Linked DNA regions of Rattus norvegicus: region 2 is linked to region 1. Evidence: chromatin contacts called from public Hi-C data. All regions are on one chromosome and are shown on one strand. The core of a region is the stretch at or near the end of the contact, and the rest is flanking DNA. Distances in the headings are between cores, read along the strand shown.

Evidence for each region. A called contact is a pair of places that touch in the nucleus more often than the background predicts.
Region 2: a Hi-C map of Schwann cells shows a contact between it and region 1, with 5 times the contacts expected there. The contact joins the promoter of Zfp472 here to the promoter of LOC100912582 in region 1. A contact is called at or near these places in 5 of 12 Hi-C or Micro-C datasets (Schwann cells, frontal cortex, hepatocytes and 2 more).

What each region holds. Positions count from the first base shown.
Region 1 is chr7:12,578,226-12,581,392 of GRCr8, forward strand. LOC100912582 (zinc finger protein 14-like) reads left to right here and starts at 1,590. Exons shown (of 10, transcript XM_063264384.1): 1 at 1,590-2,127. The coding sequence starts at 2,125. The region is part of intron 1 of Ftl1l5 (ferritin light chain 1 like 5); the gene reads left to right.
Region 2 is chr7:12,723,701-12,726,867 of GRCr8, forward strand. It overlaps Zfp472 (zinc finger protein 472), which reads left to right and starts at 1,427. Exons shown (of 4, transcript NM_182823.2): 1 at 1,427-1,525. The coding sequence starts at 1,505. The region is part of intron 1 of Ftl1l5 (ferritin light chain 1 like 5); the gene reads left to right. LOC102548621 (a long non-coding RNA gene) reads right to left here and starts at 1,319. Exons shown (of 4, transcript XR_355279.5): 1 at 1,103-1,319.

The DNA.
Region 1 (3,167 bases), core at 340-2,839:
TTTGTAGGAGACATTGTTTTGGGGTATCCACCAAAGGCTGCTCATACACGGGTTTTAGCTAGTAGAAAAATCTTTATTAGCTGGCCACAACTACATTGGGTGTTTGGGATCCTAGTATGGTTCTGAACCTCTCTCAAGGTGAGATTTTATGCACAAAAACCATGTCCTAGGTTTTCCCTGCTCCAGTGAATATATAGTTAGCCCAACTTGGACCTGGTTTCTTCCTCCTCTTCTTTCTCCTCCTTCTTCTGCTTCTTTTTTTTGGGGGGGGGGAGGGAGGCGGTCACAAGGGTTGGGGGTGGGGAACTTGAAGACTAGGGAGTGAGTGCGATCAGGGTCCTTGATGAGAAATTCCCAAACATTGTGTTGGAAAAAATGTCCTTGTTAACATACTCCCGTCAACATGAACAGTTAGTCAGAAGTTGAACCAAGAAAGTTAAAAGGCAAGGTTGGTACATTTAAAGACTTTCCCAGAAGTATCGACTTTAAAGAATTAGGTAGATTGTACTCTCTACATGTTGAGTTTTACGGTGTGAATGGTACTTCTGTCATGGAGTCGGTTGTGCTAGGTCTGGGGGCCAAGTAAGGTCTGGAGCCGTATTACAACATCATAAACCATGGGGCCAGGCTGAACAGTCAGGGTCTACTTTGTTGTGATCGTTGTTATTTTTTAACACAGGTCTCACTATGCATCTCTGGGTGGCCCACTTGTAGATCTAGTTGGTCTTGAACTCACAGAACTCACTCTGCATCTTCCTCACCAGTGCTTGAGACAAAGGCTTGCACCGCCACTAAGAGCCTACATTTTATGTACGCAGACCTTGTTGTTATTTTGAGCTAGTTTTCCCACTTTAAATCCCACCATTTTCTCCATGACTTGAATGTTTGTCATTGCGTGTGTGTGTGTGTGTGTGTGTGTGTGTGTGTGTGTGTGTGTGTGCATTTTTATTCTTGTTTTGGATTTTTGTGACAGGGTTTCTCTGAGTGTTCTAAGGCTCTCAGAGATCTGCCTGCCTCTGCTGAAATTAAAGGCACGTGCCACCTTCTCTTGGCTGTTTGTGTATGTTATGTTATTGGTTGAATATGAGGTTGAGAAAGCCTTGTGCACCTGCCTCGTTCCAAATTCTGAGGTAAGAAAACATCAGTGTAACAAGAAAAAAGTCAGCGAAAGAAAATGTAAGAGTAGTTAGTTTGGTCTCAAGACAGCGAGAGCAGACTTTTATTGGTCAGAGAGATGAAGGCCTCCAAACCTGAACACACCACGCAGTCTGAAAATATGTGTTTGCAGTGAAGAGCAGGGAGTGAAAGGTTCTGGCTTCAAGAGGCCCAGAAACTGCTTTTCTGGATAAACTGTTTTTGCTTTGTTTTGTTTTTGAAACTTCAGGGTAAAAAGTAAATCAGATTGCCTGTTTTTTTTTTTGTTTTGTTTTTTTGTTTGGTTTTTTTGTTGTTGTTGTTGTTGTTGTGAATTCTACGGGTGGACAGTTTTCCTGAAGTCTTGGACAGGCTGGATGTGAGGTGGTGAGATGTGAGGGAATGGGGTTGGGGAGAATGGGGAAGGTGGGCCGGTAGGGCAGATGGGTTTTCCTTTAATGAGGCCCTCCCCACTTATGCCCTCCTATCGGCCTGCTCATGGCAGCCTTTGGAGTTATCTCCATAGCTACTGAGTCTGGAATTCTCTAAACTCTTGTTATGATCCCACTCTGAAGAGGGGAAAAGTAGGCGTTGCCCACGGTGCATTGTTACAAGCCGGCCGAGGCCAGAACAAATCATGCTTAAATGCCCTTTTCCCCTGAAAGCTAGGGCCTAGGGTAACTTGCTAGCTACTTTCCTCTAGAAAAACTTGTGCTTCCTGTCTATAGAGCTCCAGGCAAAGGGCTTGCTGGCCTATCAGAATATTGTTTGAGCGCAGGAGCTGGCCAATGAGGAGTGTGCTTCTTAGGTGCAGGAAGCCGCCAGACCTGGGTCTGTTAGTTTACTTGCCCTCCACTTTCTACCCCCACATACACACTAGGCATGTTTGTGTTCTTACGAAGTAGATCTTAGATCACAGGCCTAGATGTCAAAGTCATTTTCACTGACAGCAGGAGCCGCAGAAGGCTACAGGAAACTCCGTGGCTGGAAATGGTACGTTCGGCCGGCTTCTTGAATGTTGGGAGGAGGAGGAGTATGTTGTAGACAGAGACCGCAGTAAGGACCGGGCTTTTCTAGGCAGCTGAGTCTGTTTCTCATCTGGCTCCGCTGGATCCTACCGCCCAGGTCCGGCTGGCTGGAGCTGGACCAGCAGAAAGCCACGGTCCCTCGTTGAGCGCTCAGTGCTGTGGCATCTCCTGTCTCGTCTCCTGGGTGCTCACTGCCCGCGTCTCTGTAGCCTGGGCGGTATTGGCTGAGGGTCATGGGGAATTTTGGAATTCAGATTGGAGCTCATGAACAGGGTATGTGGAGTGAGGTGAGGGTTAAGACACTGATCCTATAATTGCCGTCCCCCCCCCCCCCCCATTTCAACAAACCTCATGCAGTGTCTCAGGGCGCAGCTACCCTAAGCACCTGTGGTCCTCAGTCGGGGGTAGGGGTGGGAATGGGGCAGAGGCAGAAGCAACCGGATCTCAATGGAACAGCCAGGGGCCTCAAACTTTCCAGAATAAAGATTGAATGCCCGCGGTGGGGGCGTGGCCGGGGGGTACGACGTCTGAGGGTCGTATATATAAACAGTGATAACCACTCGGGAAGTTACAGCTGTCTTTTTTTAAAAGATGTATTTATTATAACGAAGTACACTGTAGCTATCTTGAGACACACCAGAAGAGGGCATCAGATCCCATTAGCGATGGTTGTGAGCCACCATGTGGTTGCTGGGAATTGAACTCAGGACCTCTGGAAAAGCAGACGGTTCTCTTAAAACACTAAGCCATCTCTCCAGCCTCCTACAGCTATATTTTGTAGTTTGACTAGGAGCGAGATTGGGAGTGGGAGGGGCGGGTTTTGTTTTTGTTTTTGTTTTGATACCCGGATTTATTTTTCCTGTAGCTGGAGCACAGGGACTCCGGCAAGCGTTCTTTACCTTTGGGTTTTCCCTCCAGCTCGCTCAATCCTTCCTCTCCCTCTTCCACAAAACTCCCTGAGCGCTACTTGTTGGTCTCTGCATCTGTTTCCATTGCATTCCATGC
Region 2 (3,167 bases), core at 177-2,676, 150 kb after region 1:
CTGCTAAATTTCCATCACATCCAAACAACATCTGTGGACCATATCTTCAACACACGAGCCTTTTTTTTTTGGTGGGGTGTGGGGGGAGCGGTATTTAACATCCAACCCCAGACTAAAAAGCAAATCATTATATTATCCAGCTATACTCTACTAGATATACAGGAAGAGAATAAATGTCACCATGTAACTAAGATTCCTGCACACACATTTACTGCAGCATTGAACATCCAATGGGGTCAGCCAAGGAGCCTAGCGGTAGAGGAATGAATGGAAAGAATAGATGTGGTATTTATGTACCATGAAGTATTATTCATTCACAAAGAATGTTGTTTGCAGAAAAATATATGGAACTGGAGATCATCATGTTAGGTGAAATGAGCCAGGCTCAGAACAACATGTTTGTTCTTATATGACGATGAGCCTAAGTAAGCGATATGAAAATAGAAGGAAGTTTATTAAGGCAGGGTTTTTTTTTAAAAGTCAATCAATGAACATATTCAAAGTTATTTCATAGAGAAATTTAAAAAGAAATCAGTTTTGGTTTGCTATATCATGACTTTTTCTAGCTTACTCTGAAGAGCAAAGGATTTAAGATGGGATTTTTTTCAAAAGTGACATTGTAACACTATTTGTATTTGGAAAAAACTAGGAAGAGCCCATTGAGCACAAGAGGCTGTGAATGGGGCTGGAGAGTTGGTGGTTAAGAGCGCATGACAAACACCGAGGACTGGAGTTCAGATTCCAACGCTCTCGTTAGAGATGCCCTGCACAAGCCTGAAACACTGTTTACGAGGACAGCTCAAATAGGAGGAGCGCTGTGGTTAGCTAGCTTCCATTAGCCAAGGAAACCCGAACCCCAAGTAAAGTGATGAGTGGAAAAAAACCTTCCTCAATGGAAAAAGCGAGTGGACATCTGACGCCCTCTTCCGGCCTCCGTGAGCACTCGCGCACACACGGATTCATCCACGGCGAAATATAAGTAAAAATAAAAATTAACAAATCTTCAGAAGCCCCGGACCTGTGCGTGTGGAGGGGATTCTCACTATATAGCTCTGGCTGGCTCGGGACTCACTAATGTAAACAAAGCTAGTGTGGAACTTACAGACTTCCTCTGCCTCTCAGGTTCTGGTGTTGAAACTGCACCACCACTCCCCGGCTGAGATGTGTTCTGAAATGTGATAATCCTCCAGGATGAAATCAGGTTTATTTCAGAGGAAAAATCTAGACCTAGACGGGGCAGTTGTTGCAATCTGTACCTACATTTCCATTGCGGTGGCAAGCGTTGCTAGACCTGTAAACTCAGTTCGACCGAGTTGGGTCCGGAATAAGTCACCAACCAGTGACACTGTTACTCCCCTGAGCAATCCAATGAGAAGCACGGATAGTGTAGGGTGGCACCCTTGCCGCCATATTTGAGTTCCGGGTAGCTGAAGGGAGGAGAGTGGTGTTTGAGCTTCCCGGGTACCTGTTCTGCATACTGCGGCTCCGTAGGGATAACGCCTGGATGCATCGGAAGCAGGAAATGGTGAGTGTGCCCTGGACTCTTGGAGTCGTGGGTGGAGGGTTCTGACACTGCCCCGGTTTTGCTGCAATGTGACGACGGCTCCCCGACGTGTGCAGCAATTTGAGGTGAAGTCTGGTAGTGGCGCCCTGAACCCGGGGTGCATTTGAGTTATGTGCCCAGCTAGCAGAGTCTGGTTTCCAGTCCAGTCCTGCGCCTTCCCTGGGAAGCTGCTTCGTTCCCAGTTTCTAGTCCTCCTATGTTGAGTCTGCGCCGCGGACCGGAGCCTCTGCAGACATTGCAGCTCTGGCAAGTTGGTGACGCCGCGTCCAGACTGCGGTGAAGGCACGTGGGCGGTGTGCAGTGTTTTGCAGTGTTTTTGCACTTTTTCATTTCCTTGTTCTCTGCTTAGTTTTACTCTATGGTCACCCTGAAGGGTTGTCTCTTTTTTTTTTCTTTAATCTTTTTTAAAGTACTAGGGATCGAACCTCAGGTCATGCTAGGTGAACGCTTTACCATTAGACCTGCATTTGCATCCCACATCCTGAGTTCGTTTTATGCGAACACAGCTGGATTTGTTAGCTGTGACAGGCAAATTCCCCTAATTTGGAGAAGAAAGAGAAGTTTAAGTTTACTTACAAATTTAATTTGTATGTACTGATCAACCAAGCTGATTAAAAAAGGGTATTTCTGAAGCAGAAAAGGGTATTTTTGGAGAACTTTTCCAAAGGAAAGCCTTGAGAGTGGTGGAAAAAAAAAAAAAAAAAAGCCCAGGGCAGGAAGGGATGGTGTTGTATACAGGATTTCACTGTGTAACTCTGGCTGGTCTGGAATAGTTATGTAGACCAAACTAACCGGGAACTCAGATCCTTCACAGTGCTAGGTGTGTTTCTTCTCAGAAGGGAGGGTATCCTGGGACTTGGAAGCCCAGCAACCACACAGCTCTGAGGTGGGACACTGACCGACGGGAAGGGTATCCTGAAACACAGGAGCCCAGGAACCACACAGCTCTGAGAGGAAGCCTCCTCACAGAGGTGTTGCAGCTCTCAGGGAAAGGGGTGGGGGAGGGTATCCCCAGCTGAACTGAGGAGTTTGGGAACTTATGAGTCTGAGTCTCAGCCCTGCCCCTTCTCTTTCTCTTCTCTTCGCTTCTTTTCTTCTTAGCTTCTTCTTACTAGAGTCACTCCGGGCAGTAAATCTTATAAAGGAGACTTACTGGAGGGACAAATACAGGGATGACTGCCCACTGCTCCCAAGAGCCGATATCAGGGAATTGGGCAGGGCTTGGATAGGATTTCTTAGAGGGCAGAGCTTTCAAGACAGATTTCCAGATTGAGGTGGAGTGGCAGGATTTCAACTCCTGATCTTGGGATTTCCTGTTCAGGGGTTGGTGCCCCCCCCATCCCCCGACCTTTTCCCCTGCAGTGGGGCCCATGGGTTGGGATGGGAAGGCCTTTCTGGCTTCAGGTGGCTTTGTTTGATGTGCCATCTTTGTGGAGCTGCTCCAGGAGGCTGGAGAGAAGGTGCTGCCACTGTGGACAGCTCCTGTGACAGCTCCAGGCTGAGATGTCATGGTGCGCCCATGGAGCCACCATTTTGACAATTCCTGTGGGGGCATCTTATTAGGTATGGTGGGAAAGAGGGGATTACACTGGGATCACAGGTG